Regions from separate parts of the Mus musculus genome. Here region 2 is linked to region 1. The links are chromatin contacts, called in public HiChIP or PLAC-seq maps. All regions are on one chromosome and are shown on one strand. Each heading gives the region's core, a stretch centred on a gene start, on an enhancer-like site or on the middle of the called end of the contact. The rest is flanking DNA. Distances are from core to core; before and after follow the strand shown.

Evidence for each region. HiChIP or PLAC-seq counts read pairs in DNA pulled down with a chosen protein or histone mark.
Region 2: a contact with region 1 is called in an H3K27ac HiChIP or PLAC-seq map of microglia, with 4 times the contacts expected there. The contact joins two enhancer-like sites. A contact is called at or near these places in 2 of 115 datasets of contacts at active chromatin or transcription factors (microglia and pancreatic cancer cells).

The regions. Positions count from the first base shown.
Region 1 is chr17:26,533,415-26,539,923 of GRCm38.p6, forward strand. Gm34606 (a long non-coding RNA gene) reads left to right here and starts at 1,512. Exons shown (of 3, transcript XR_385489.3): 1 at 1,512-1,624; 2 at 1,773-1,849; 3 at 1,943-3,067. Within about 2 kb of position 4,882, at least 124 of the 459 cell types and tissues checked have an H3K27ac peak or open chromatin away from gene starts, as enhancers often do. A contact at or near this core is called in microglia, where this site is marked.
Region 2 is chr17:27,072,562-27,079,189 of GRCm38.p6, forward strand. Itpr3 (inositol 1,4,5-triphosphate receptor 3) reads left to right here. Exons shown (of 58, transcript NM_080553.3): 2 at 537-607. Among named protein-coding and RNA genes, the nearest start is that of Mir7677, 15 kb to the right of the region's middle. Within about 2 kb of position 1,885, at least 76 of the 459 cell types and tissues checked have an H3K27ac peak or open chromatin away from gene starts, as enhancers often do. A contact at or near this core is called in microglia, where this site is marked.

The sequences.
Region 1 (6,509 bases), core at 3,632-6,131:
GTGATCACAGGGAAAGGAGAGTGAGGCCCCTCGCCAGGAGTCAGCATCTGTAGGATTGAAGCGACTTCCAGATACAGTGCAGGATTCGATGGCATGGGAGTTACAGTCTATGGGGCTCAACTGATGCCGCAACCCACCTAGCAGCCATAGGGTCTGCAAATAGCCACCTTCCAGGTTCTGGCTTTGGAGCTTGGGGCAGGCTCAGCTTCTGATCCTTACCCTCTTCTTTGTGTGACATCGGCTAGGCTCAGTTTGACAGTCTGTGAAATGGACATAATACTGTCTTCCTAGCGTTCTGGTATGAACAAATGAACAAATGGAATCTGTATCATTTGGTCTATGATGACAACAGAATAAATGTTAGGGAAATAGGGCAGGTCCCAGGGTGCCGTGGATATAGATGACCCAAAGGGAAGCTGGTGATGGGGCTCAGCCCTGAGGGAGATTGAGTTGCTATACAAGGAAATGCGAAAAGTGAATCAGCTCAAAAGTAAAAAAAAAAAAAAGTGAATGATTCAGAAGGCATTCCAGAATAGCAAACAAAGACTCCAAGCCAAATGACTAGGTTCCTCAAAATGAGGACGTCGTTCTGTGGAGCTAGAGCATTAGTCAGGTGGGGGAGGCGGTTACTGGGAAATTTCGCCCTGTTCAGCATTATTGAGAAGTTGTGGGTTCCTGGAGTCTTACTGATGTTACACAGCCCTGTGGGGTTAAGATTACCCAAACCTTGAGCCAGAGCAGTGAAAAGGAAGTGTTTAGTGCAGGATCTATATTAGAAGAAACAAACAGAAAAAAAATGCTCCTTAAAAAGCAAAATGGCCTCAAGGGAAAGTAGTTAGATGTGTTGGAGAATCTGGGGCAGCTGCACAGGCCAGCCAACATCTGCTCCAGGGAGGCAGGACTTGGCACATCTGGGAAGCAGTGATGGGTTACTCCCAAGGTCTGAATCTGATGCAGTCTTTCTGTCCATTATGGAAAAAACCCTCCACTGGGGACATTCCTCCTGTCTAAGTGGTAGAACAACAGAGAAGGGGCTGTATCCCAACTCTGTCACTTGCTTACTGTGTGATCTTGGACAAGTCAGTTACTTCTCTGTGCCCTGTCCGGCATCAACAAGCACCATGATATCTACTTTGTCATTATCACAGACGAGGTCAGTCCCAGTGCCTGGCCCTATTTTTTCCTCCGATGACTTCTTGTTAATGGTGATTATAGATTCTAGAGTCAAGTAACTGAATGCCCCATTTGGTGCCCTCCCAGAAGGTATTATGTCACTACATCTCCACTTATGTATAACTATACCATGAAAAGCCGTGTTCTTATAAAAGAAAATGTGATACTAGGACAATCAGATAGAGGCACACAAAATCTCAAAACACAGGACGAGGGAAGTCCACTTCTAAAATAATGCTACTGTGTGCTGTGTGTGAAGATGACCCCAACTACCACCTCCCCCAGATCTGGAAATAGCCAGATAAGCTATTTGGAGCTTTTCGGGGAACTAGGACTCAGAGAGGTGTCACCGCCCAAGATCAGCTCTGGTTCATTGTTTCAGGAAAGCTGCGGAGGCCTAGACTCTAGAGGTGGATCTGAGAGAAGGACCTTGGAAGATGAAGAAGGAGATGTGAGGCTGGGGAGTGACAACTGCCTCTGTGGGGGACTGAAATACAATCTTTCTGCCCAGGCATCAAGTCATAGCTCAGTCTAGCCCTCTAGTTCATCTTTGATAGCTAATCCCTCAATTATCCATGAATCTTCTCCTCTTTTCCCAGCTATGAGCAGCATTCCAGGATGAAGGCAAGTTCAAGGTCAGAGGAAGAGGAGATTTGAGCTTCGAACAGAAGTTGTGGTATGGCCCTGGCTTTGAGCTCACTTCCTGTTTTGTGGGGGCCTGAGTGGGTCTCTTCTAGCGCTGAACATTCTGTTCCCTTTCCCAACACAGAACGTCCAGCTCCAGCCTGCTGATCAGTGCTCATCTAGTGGGAAAGTGGACCCAGCTGTACCCCAAGATGTCAGTTCACCCTAAGATGCCTTGGGGATTTCACCAAGTGTTTAGAGAAGTAGAGGCTGCCCTGAGTCACAGGCCCTGTGAGTTCATTGCCTGTCAGAACTGAGAGGGGCAGCAGGAGGAAGAAGTGGATTGCGGCACTGCGAAGTAGAAGCTGGGCTTAGAGTCAGAGCTGTCTTCCCTGAGCTGATACCAGAAAGTAGTTATGTCATCTGTTCCCTGGTTCCTCCAACGAACATTGGGTGCCTGTATGTCAGGCAGTGTTTCTCAGTTCTGGAGGTATAGGGAAGGGACAGAGGACAGATCCCTGCGTCAGACAGATAATCCACACTCACAAGTTCTTCCTGCTTTCACAGAGTGATTACTGTACACTGCCTGCCTCCATACTGAGCTCTGGGCCAACAGGATCTCACATAGCCCTTCCAGCACTGTCTGGGATGCAGCTCTCTGCTGTCACCCTGTTTCACAGACATAATGTCCTGCCAGATGTCCTTCTCCTCCTTCAACAGGTTATGACCTCTGAAAGGCAATGAGTCAAGGTGGGGTTCATGTGGTGACACCTCACCCTGCTCCCAGAGCTGGATGACCTAACAAGTAAGGAATGAGGGGTTGTCATCTTCCGATAAGGCCAGTCCCCACCCCCCTAAACACCCTCCCCAGTTTGAGAGGTCTTTCTTGTGCCAGGACCTCCAGCAGAACCTTTCTCAGCATTCCTTAATCATCCTTACTTGGAGGCAGGCATGCCTTTGCTCACCAGTTTCTCCGTCCTCTCACACAGAGAGAATTTGACTCTTTCTAGGCAAGAGGATCCCTTGGACCCATGGTAGCATAGGTGGGTATCTATCCCTTCCATCCCAGAAGCTTCTCCTCCCATTCATCCTGCAGGACATGATATGTGTGAGCTCTGTTATGTATCAGAAGCCCCCACGGGCAGAGGAAGAAGCAGCCATCTGAGGGCAGGTGCTGGGAGCCCAGATCGAACACAACCACACAGAGGTGACAAGAACACAGGTGTCCACGCTTCTGGCCGAGTCTGTCTGGTAGCAGAAACCACCCAGGGTTGGGACTGTTTGGCCTGAGATGTGACAGAACAAACGGCTGTTGGGAGAGCTGCACAGAGGGACGCAAGCAAAGAGGTCATCAGAATTACCAGTGCAGTGAGACAGCCAATTCACAAAAACCCCCATGCTGGGTTAAATAATTCATTTTGTTTAATAGATAATTGCCAACCACATGTTGGTCCTGGGGACTGCTAGACATTGGTGACACTATGTAGAGTAGGAAGGCCAAGCTCCTTCCCTCAATGCCATCTGCATCCTGGTGGGGAGAGTTGGAGCCAGGTGACACCTGCTCTGAGAAATAGATTTACCTGTCTTAGTGTCATGCTGGTACATTAAAATCTACCATTTTATACCACAGAAATTGGCAAACACTATCAAGCACCCAACCATCATCTTGCATCCAAAGACTGGTCATTAATTACTTATAAGTTGATTATTTGTAAGTTTCTTCATGGTGAAGACCACGAACATGTGAAGACAAAGACCATAGTGATCTAGCACACCATATTGCAAGACAGTGAGGTAGACTTTACTGTGAAGTTCCTGTAGAACCTAAGGCAGGTGTGACACACTGGGCTTTTAAAGTCTTCTGGAAACTCTATTAACATCCTTGGTGTTTTCTTAATCTTCCTTCTTTCCCATACAGGTCTTCACCCTCCATCCCATGACCACAGCTAAGAGTCTGAACACTTGATCCCAAATCAGTGGGCTGGGCTACCACCCCCCACCCCCAGGCCTTCCTCATGCTCAGAGAAGAGCGACAAGAAAAATTTTACAGAATTGCTAGGATCTGGGACAGAACTTCCACTCACCCCCGCCCCCCCCCAAGAGTGGCATTATTCGAATGGGCAGAACCTTTCAGAGGTAGGGCACTCTGAGAGGTCGTCTGGCTGTCTGTGAGAAGAAGGGAGGGAGGGTGTGCTCTTGATGGAGATGCTGAGGTCTTGGCCATTTTCTTTACTCCTTTGTTTCCCACTGCTGTGAGGTGGACAGCTGTGCTCCCATTGTGCACCTCTGCCATGATGTGCTGTGTCGCCATCATGGGTGGACTAGGACCTCAGCAAACGTTTTCTTGTTAGCAAGGGCTTATACACTCCACATATGCTGTCATCCTTATGGTTGTTCCAGGTCCTGGTCTCAGGTCACACTCTGAACCATTTAAACAAAGATAGGAGACTCTACCTCTAACTGCTTGGGCAGATGGGGGATTCACACAACAAAGATACTGCCAGAGTTATTTAAGTCCATCACTGTTGCTTGCTCCCTTTGAATAGTTGTTACCAGGGTTCCTCTTGCTCACATGCAGAATTAGGACTTTCCTTATAAGTGGACAGGGAACTTAATGACAGACCAGGACTTACTGATCATTGGGACCCTTGTGCTGCCCCTTAGAGACATATACTCTGATATAAGGATAGGGCTAATGACTGTATGTCCGGGTTGTCTCCTTTTGTTATGGGAATTGAGCCCAGCTGGAGGTCAATCTTGGTGAATAAAACATTAGCATAAACTCTCAGCAATCCTAAACTTCAATTCTGCTACACAATTTTCTTTCTGACAGATTCTAACAACCCTGATTAGTACAGGGCTATCTTCCAGTCATATTGGAAGCAGTGCTCCTTTAGCTAAATTCTGGTTTGGGTAATTTATTATTTCCTAAGCAAATTAGTAAATCCCTTATACTTACGCCAGTACAAAGTCTTTAAGATACACAGTTTCCAACACTTACTTCCTGGTTGTACTCACTTCCTCAATCCAGGCTAAAAGGCTACGTCATCCCGTCATCCTCTCTGCTGACGTCACCACTTGCCCCACCCTGCCCCTCCCATCCACATCACTGACTCCTAATCCAAGTTCAGCTTTAGGTGAGAAGAGCCAGGGAGCCACACTTTCTCTCCCCCAGGCTGCTTCTTTGGCTTTTGGCCTTTTCCTGTCCTATTTCAGACCCTCTGGCTCACTCCCACAGAAGCTAAGCAAACGAACTGGAATCAGTGGGTCTGCGTCCCCCACCCCCGGGGGGGGGGCATTTGAATGTTAAGTTAAACCAGGTTTTATACTTTGGTGAAAGGAGCAAGGTGGTGAGATTATCCAGTGATCCCTGGAGCATTCTTTCCTGTGTGTAGTAGGAACTCTTAATAAACAGTGTCCTGTTAGAAGCAAACATGTTAGACACAGTGAAACTATAGTATATATTTTAACAAGCCTATACAAGGTATATGGTAGTATTTCCTCGGGGCTGGAAAGAAGGCTCAGCAATTAAGAGCTCCTGCTGCTCTTACAGAGGACCCAGGTTTGGTTCCCAGCACTCAGCCTGAGCAGCTCGCACCACCTGTGACTCCAGCCCCAGGGAATCCCACTCCTTCCCCCACTTCCCACAGGCACCTCCTTCCTCTCTCTCTCTCTCTCTCTCTCTCTCTCTCTCTCTACACACACACACACAATTTCTAAATAAATAAATCTTTTTAAAAAATACTATTTACAAACTCAATCACTGATATAAAATACCCCAACATAAGTTGTGACCATCTTTTCAGGAAAATTATAAAATTATAATTATAAAATTAGGTGATATTAAAGAAGATCTGGGTATAACATATAGAGGTGAATGCATGTTCATTGTCAAAAAAAGGACAATGTATACAAAGTATTGTCTGTTCCAATCAAAGTTCAATAGAGCTTTTCATATAATTCAGTAAGTTGAATGTTCAATTTAGACAGACAGCAAAGAGTCAAGAAAGGCTAAATGCCTGTAAATCAGAATTCTGGACAGAGAGCTGACCCATCAAGTACCAAATTTTATTATAGTGGCCATAATTAAGATAACATGAAATTGGCATAGGAATTAATAAATGATATTTAGAAGAGAAAGCCCCTAGTGGGCCACATACATTAGAAAATCTGATTTCTGTTAAAGGCTATATGTCATGATTCTGTATCAAAAGTTACCCAGTTACACACACTCACACATGTACACTCACATATACACACACATACATGCACAAATGTAGACATATACACACATATGCACACATACATTCATACACACGCACATACAAACATGTGCACACAAACTCATACACACAAATGCATGTACAAATACCCCTACACACACACACACAATTCCAGGTGGCTCCAAGTCTTGTGTGTAAAGAAAAACCTTGAAATTCTTACAAGAAAATATAGACTATATGTATCATCTCAGGTAGAGACAGGGGTCTTAAAATACAGAAAGAACAACTACATTTGCTCACTTTGAAATAATTGCTGTCTGTCCAAAAAAAAAAAAAAAAGCATCACAAGGGATTAAATGAAAAAGAAAAAATGTATAAGACATTTGCAATGGATAATCAATAACTAATTAAGATTCAGGATAGGTTAAAACACCTTAAAACTAAAACAGGTAATCCATTAGAAACAGGTAAAGAAACCTAAATATATCT
Region 2 (6,628 bases), core at 635-3,134, 540 kb after region 1:
AAATCAGGAGCAGTTGCTACACAGGGATGAGCTTAGAGCTGGTCTTGACAGTGGTTCGCGATCATCTCTCCTGGAGACTGGGGTAGAGGGCCTGAAACGGGTGGGTGCAGGGATGGGTAGATGGACCGAGGCATGTGGGTGGATGGGTAAATGGGGAGATGGGTGGGTGGGTGCATGGATGAATGGATGTGTGGTTGCAGGGATGGATGCACGGATGGGTAGGTGCAAGTATAGGTGACGGATTGATTGATCGATGCCTGCCTGGGTGGGTGTATGGGCAGAAGGTGGGGAAGGGGACATGGATGGATACCCTCCAGGGATGCAGGATTCAGTTCCCAGCCATGGCTAGAAGAAGGAATTTCAGACCCTAGCTTGGGTCCTAGCTGAGACTGGGAAGTATGAACTTTATTGTCCTGTCTGTCTGTCTGTCTGTCTGTCTGTCTGTCTGTCTGTCGTTTTTCATCCCATTTGCTGTTCCCTGCTCCAAGGGACATGAGTTTCTTCCCTCCCTCTAACCCGGCTGCTCTATCTCCTAGGCTGGTGGATGACCGTTGTGTGGTGGAACCTGCAGCTGGGGACCTGGACAACCCCCCCAAGAAGTTCCGAGGTAAGACCTCCACTCCAGCTGTGAGCATCCCTCCCGGGCCACAGGGTCCTAGTACCAGGTCTGTTGACACCAGTCTGCCTGAGACCATCCTCTGTGATCCGTGTCGACCCCAACTGCATTGACTCAGTGTGGTACATTTCTGCTTTTCCATCCAAGACCACACCCCCTTTCCTGGCACACCCACTTCTGGCCAGGGGCCCAATCTTTCCCGAATTCCCTGCCACTCACCCTTACAAGTCTACAGGGTTTTCTTTGTCTGTCTGTCTGTCTGTCTGTCTGTCTCTCTCTCTCTCTCTCTCTCTCTCTCAAAGGGAATAAAGAAGCTGGGAAAGACAATTGCTTAGGCCTCAGAGGCTCAAAGGAGAACTCTTTCCTGTGCCTCAGTTTCCCCATGTGTGAGGTGAAGGGACTGGACTTTTAGCCCTGGCTGTCCTGGAGCTCACTTTGTAGACCAGGCTGGCCTCGAACTCAGAAATCCGCCTGCCTCTGCCTCCCGAGTGCTGGGATTAAAGGTGTTCGCCAACTCTGAATATCCACCTGCCTCTGGCGGTGTGTGTGTGTGTGTGTGTGTGTGTGTGTGTGTGTGTGTGTGTGTGTCTCCTCCTGGGTAAAACCCCAGGGCCCAAGCATGGCTTCATTCTGTGGCCTGGTCAAGTGTTGTCCCTCAAGGGGCCTCCTATCCTCCATGGTAGAAGGCAACACAGCCCTGGCAGTGGCAGGGTTGGACACAGGGATCACCTGGTTGTTCTTGGGCCAAGCAGTGGATTACCTAAAGGGCTGAGGCTGCCATGCGCCAGACAGCTGGTGCCTGGGCGTGGTGCGAGCAGGCAGGAACACGCCAGTGTGACGCCACCGGGTCTGCAGAGCAGTTGCTCTTCTGGCCAGGGGTGGACTCCATCCTTTGGCTGCTTGCTCCTGGAGACCCTGGCCTGCAGAGGGCCCCGAGGCAGTTCTTCCCCCACGCATGTGTCTATCACTGCACTGCTGTGTCAGGGCTTTGTCTAAGTCGATGTCCTGGGTTGAAGTGTGCCTCAGCAGCTGTGTGGGAGTGAGCCTTGAGCCCTCCCCCCTACCCCCACCAGCCTTCCTCTGCCCCGACTACAGTCATACCTGGTTCTACATTGTCCACTCTCCCTCCGGCTACACCAGCCTCCTCCACTTAGTGACGAGCCAGCCCTCACCCCCTCACTTGCTGTCTGTCCCCTCTGCCCTGCTTGCCCCCACCTCTCACTATGCTCAGCTTCCTCCTGGCTCAAGGTCCCTGGCTCTGGTGTGGCTTTCTCTGACTTCTGTTCCTCTTCTGTTTAGTTTTCTGCATCAGTTGAGCCCAGCATGCTCTGTGTTCTGTGTAACTCACTTCTCCTTCTCTCTCAAAGCCCATTTCTCTCAGGCTTTTAGCTGGGTGAGTTCAGATTTAACTGCGAAGCCGAGATGGTTCTGAACTTCTGATGCATCCCGGTGCTGACATTTTTTTACCGTGTATGGGCGTCACTGCAGGTCACAGGGCACGTGTGGAGGTCTGGGGATGACTTTCAGGGAATCTTTCTCTTCTGGTCTGGGGATTGAACTCCAGCCAGGCTTGTAAGTTAAGCTCTGTCGCCCGCTGAGCTACCCAGCCTCTGGTGTTCTGGTTTGTCATTTGTGTCCCTTACTAGAACATTGGCTCTGCAGGGACAGGATTTTAGTCTGGCTTTTTGTGTTTCTGGTTTTATTGGCAATTTCAGTCTCCTAGCTCTTTGGGCAAGTGGGGAAAGGAAGGGAGGGAGGGAGGAAGAAGAAAAGAGAGAGGAATGTGGGAGAGAGCAGAAAAAAATGAAGGTCCCCTGGGGCCCCTGGCTGCTGCCAGCACAGGGAAGGACTGTGCACAGAGGTGTGTACCGTCATCGGCCTATGGAGTGACAGGAAGGTGACAGAGAAGTGGGTGCGGTAGGGGAAGATACGCCCTTGGCTTCCAGCAGACAATCTGGGGCCAGCTTTTGACAACAAGAAGGCCACTTAGAAGAACAAACACCCCCTTGCCTGGTTTCTTTCCCACACCTCCATCTCTGTCACTTCCCAGGGCTTGGGAACAGGGACTCCTGAGATCCTCCTGGCGTCCCTGGCTTGGCCTGTACAGCCGAGCATGGCAGGGACCCAGGCTCCACTTGGTCCTGCTGAGCCCGAAGGATTCTGGTCTTGGACAGGGTCTGTTCTCCGCAGCTCCCAGAGGGCAGGTGCAAGTCTCGGCATTAGAACTCAGGACCAGACTCAGGGCTCCAACCTGAGACTGAAACACCTCACTTGCCTGAGGCCTGCCATTTGTGGTTTTAGCACCGCTGTGGGATGTGTGTGTGTGTGTGGGGGGGTGTCGAGGCAGACATTTAGAAGTTGTCAGGTGGTTATCAGACTGTTCAGGGAGCCCCGGGTGTTCTGCCCTCCCGTCTTGGGGTGAGACCTGTCACCGCAGAGGACTCTTGTTGCCCACAGCTCATTGTTCACTGTGCCCTTTGAGCTCCCACCCAGGTCCCTGCTGACTTCTAGGTTCTTCAGTGGGACCGGTAAAGCCCCGTCTGCTTTGGCTCCTCGTGTGTTCTTTCAGCTCCAGCCACCGCTTGCATCACCCCAAGCCTCAGCTTGTCCAGGGAATTCTTTCCAGTCTTGGCAAGGGATGCCCAGGCTGCTGGTGCTAGAGGTGCCGTCTACCAGCTCAGCCCCCTGGTGCCCACTCTGTGCTACGGGTGTTGATCCACGTGGTACCTCCCTTCCTTAGCCCATTCCCCTTTTCCTCCCGTGAGGGAGGGGGCACCGGTGGGGGAGGGCTCGGCAGCCTTGCATTAGGGGACGTTCAGGAAGCTCAGAGCGCACTCCTTCAGGCACAGACACCTGGACTCAGTGGGTTGAGGTCATCTTATGGCTCAGACCAGTGAGAGGAGGAGCATGAGGTTGCCTTCCTCTGCTTCCATAGAGGGGTGCTCTTCCTCCAGCATTTACCCCTGCTCTTCCAGAGTGCTCCCCAAGCTCTGGTGGAGGAGCTCTGTGGTAGAGCTCTTGCCTAGTTTGCAGGGAGCTGTGTCACAAAAACAAACAAAAACATACTTTGGAGCCAGGTGAGGTGACTCATGTCTGTAATCCTGGTGGTCAGGTAGTTAAGATCAGTGGACCATGGGCTCTACACGCTTTTAATCCCAGCACTGAAGGCAGAGGTAGGCGGAGCTCCGGATTTCCTGGTCTACATAGCAAGTTCTAGACCAGCCAGAGCTGCACAGTGAGACCGAGTCTGAAAAACCAAACCCAACCAAAAACCAAAAAGGAGAGGGATCAAGGAAGACACCGGAAATTAGCTTCTGGCTGCCACATGTGCAGGTGAAAACACAGACAGACAGACAACACACAAACATACAGATACACACACACACACACACACACACAGATACACACAGATAAACACACAGGCAAACACAAGACACACAGACACATACACAGACACACACAGATACACACAGGCGTACAGACACACATTCAGACACAGAGACACAGATATACACACAGACACACAAACAGACATACATGCAGATACACACACCAGTATGCACACATGCAGACAAGCAGACAAGCACACACACAGAGACACAAACATAGACATATACAGACACACATGCGCGTGCATACACACACAGGAGAAGTTGGTTCTGTCATTCAGGGTCCTGGTTTAAACTGCTTGTTGCCATTCTGACCTAGGGACAGAGCCAGGAACATGAGGGCGGTTTTGACCTGTGTTACAGAGATAGCCTGTGTGTAGAATCATTGTCCTGTCATGCTGTCCTGTGAGAATTACCCCTGCTGCCTGTGGCTGGACCCTAATTACTGTAGAGTGTCCGTTGCAAGTCTATTCACTGGCTTACCTCTTGATGGGCGCTGAGCTCAGTTCCCATTCGTGGACGACACCACCTTTACACCCACGGACTCGTGCACGGATGAGGAGTTTTGAATCAGTTCTGTGGACTCTTGTTTTGAGACATGGTCTCTCCCACTGACCCGGACCTTGCAGGCTTCCAGCCTCTTCCTCCCTTGTGTTGAGATCACAGGTGTGTTGTGACCAACATGTCTGCTTGCCTGGGCTGTCTCAGTACCTGTGTAGTTTCTTCACCTCACCAGTAGAGGGCACACTCTTGCAGAGTGTGATATTGTGTTGTGTCCACTATGGGCGGTTTGTGGACAGCTGGCTTTCCGTTGGCCACGGAGGCCTCTGTGCATAGCCCATCTCCATCACTCCTTGCTAGGAGGCCATTGGTGTTCGTGCAGTGGCTGCGAGCACAGTGCTTTGGTCTGTATTCCAGATGTCTAGTGAGGCTGAGCGTTTTAAAGTGTCTGTATGTGCATGCACTCGGGGAGCCCACAGGTCAATACTGGGTGTCATCCTTAACTGCTCTCCACCTTGGTTTCTGAGGCAGGGTCTCACTGAGTCTGGAGGTAATCGACTTAGCTAGTCTGGATGGCTGGCACATCCCGAGGCTCACGCTGTCTCCTCCTCACAGCTGGGGTTACAGGCGCCTGCTGCTGCCCCTGACTGTGGGTACCGAGGATTGAACCCAGGTCCTCACGATTGTGTCGAAGCCCTGACACACCGGGCCAGCTCCCAGAATTCCACGGCTGCATAGCTGCTTGCCTGACATTTGTGAGACCCTGGGTTCAACTCCTACAAGTTCATCCTCTCCTCTTAAATATTTACTTTATTACTACTGTTATTGGCTTATTTACTTAATTTTTATGAGACAGAATCTCATTATGTAGTCTTGGCTGGCCTGGAACTTTCTATGTAAACCAGGCTGGCTTTAACTCACAGAGAGCCACGGGCCTCTCCTGCCACGTGCTGGGATTTAAGTGTGTGCTTCTATGGCTTTGCTTTTGTCTATGAGGCAAAACTCCATGCATGTCTGTGCACTATGTGTGTGCAGTCCCCTTGGAGGCCAGAAGAGGGCGCCAGAGCACCCGGAGCTGGAGTTCCAGATTGAGACTCAGTCCTAGAGTCCCCGCAAGAGCAGCCAGAGCTCATAACTGCCGAGCCATCTCTCCAGGCTCTGTTTTCTCTTTTTCATTTAAAAATTCCTTTTTAAAAATGTGTCCCATATCTTGGAAAATGATGTGAATATTAGTGTTTTTTAAAATTCCATGGTTTTAATTATTTAGAAAAAATTACTTATTTTTAATTGTGGTGAAATATACTTAACAAAACACTCTTCCTCGCTGGGGTTGGAGAGACGGCTATGCAGTTAAGAGCACTGGCTGCTCTACAAAGGGCCGGATTTGGCTTTCTAGCACCCACACTGGGGAGTCAACATGGTGTGATTTCAGCTCCAGGGGCCTGCAAGTCTCTCCTAGCCTCTGAAGGCACCCACGGTCTTGTGCACAGGTCCATACCACGATTAACAGTAAAAAAACAAATCTCTTAAAGAAAAAGAAAGATCCCCCCCTCTCTCTCTCACTCACACACACACACACACACACACACACTGAGAAGGTCAGGGTGGCCTTGAACTCCCGACCTTTCATTCCCACCTGTCCTCACCGTTATCCAGCGTTCATCTCTGTGGTGTTCTGAGGTCCTTGTGCAGCCATTGTTCTGTTACCCACCTCCTCCTCCTGCTTTTAGTGTCTGTGACTCTGGCCTTTTAGGAAATTCCTGTCAGTGGAAACGGTGTGTCCTTTCCTGCCTGGTCTGGACAGCTGGGGTAAAGTCCTCAAGGTGCATACATGTTGTGTGTATGTTGAGTGTCAGGAAATCAACCTCTGTGTATCTGTCTGTCTCTGTTTCTCTGTCTTTGTCTCTGTCTGTCTCTCTCTCCACTCCCGCCCCGCCCCCAGCTTCATTCTGGTTCTGTCTGTTTGTTTCCAGACAGGGCCTAATCCCTAGCTGGTCTTGAACTCACTGTTCAGCCCAGGCTTCCCTCCAGCTTGGCAGCAGCCTTCCTGCCTCAACCTACCAGCTGCTGGTATCAGGGCCCCACTGTGCACTGCTTCAGCCGGGCCCTCCCCTCCCCTCCC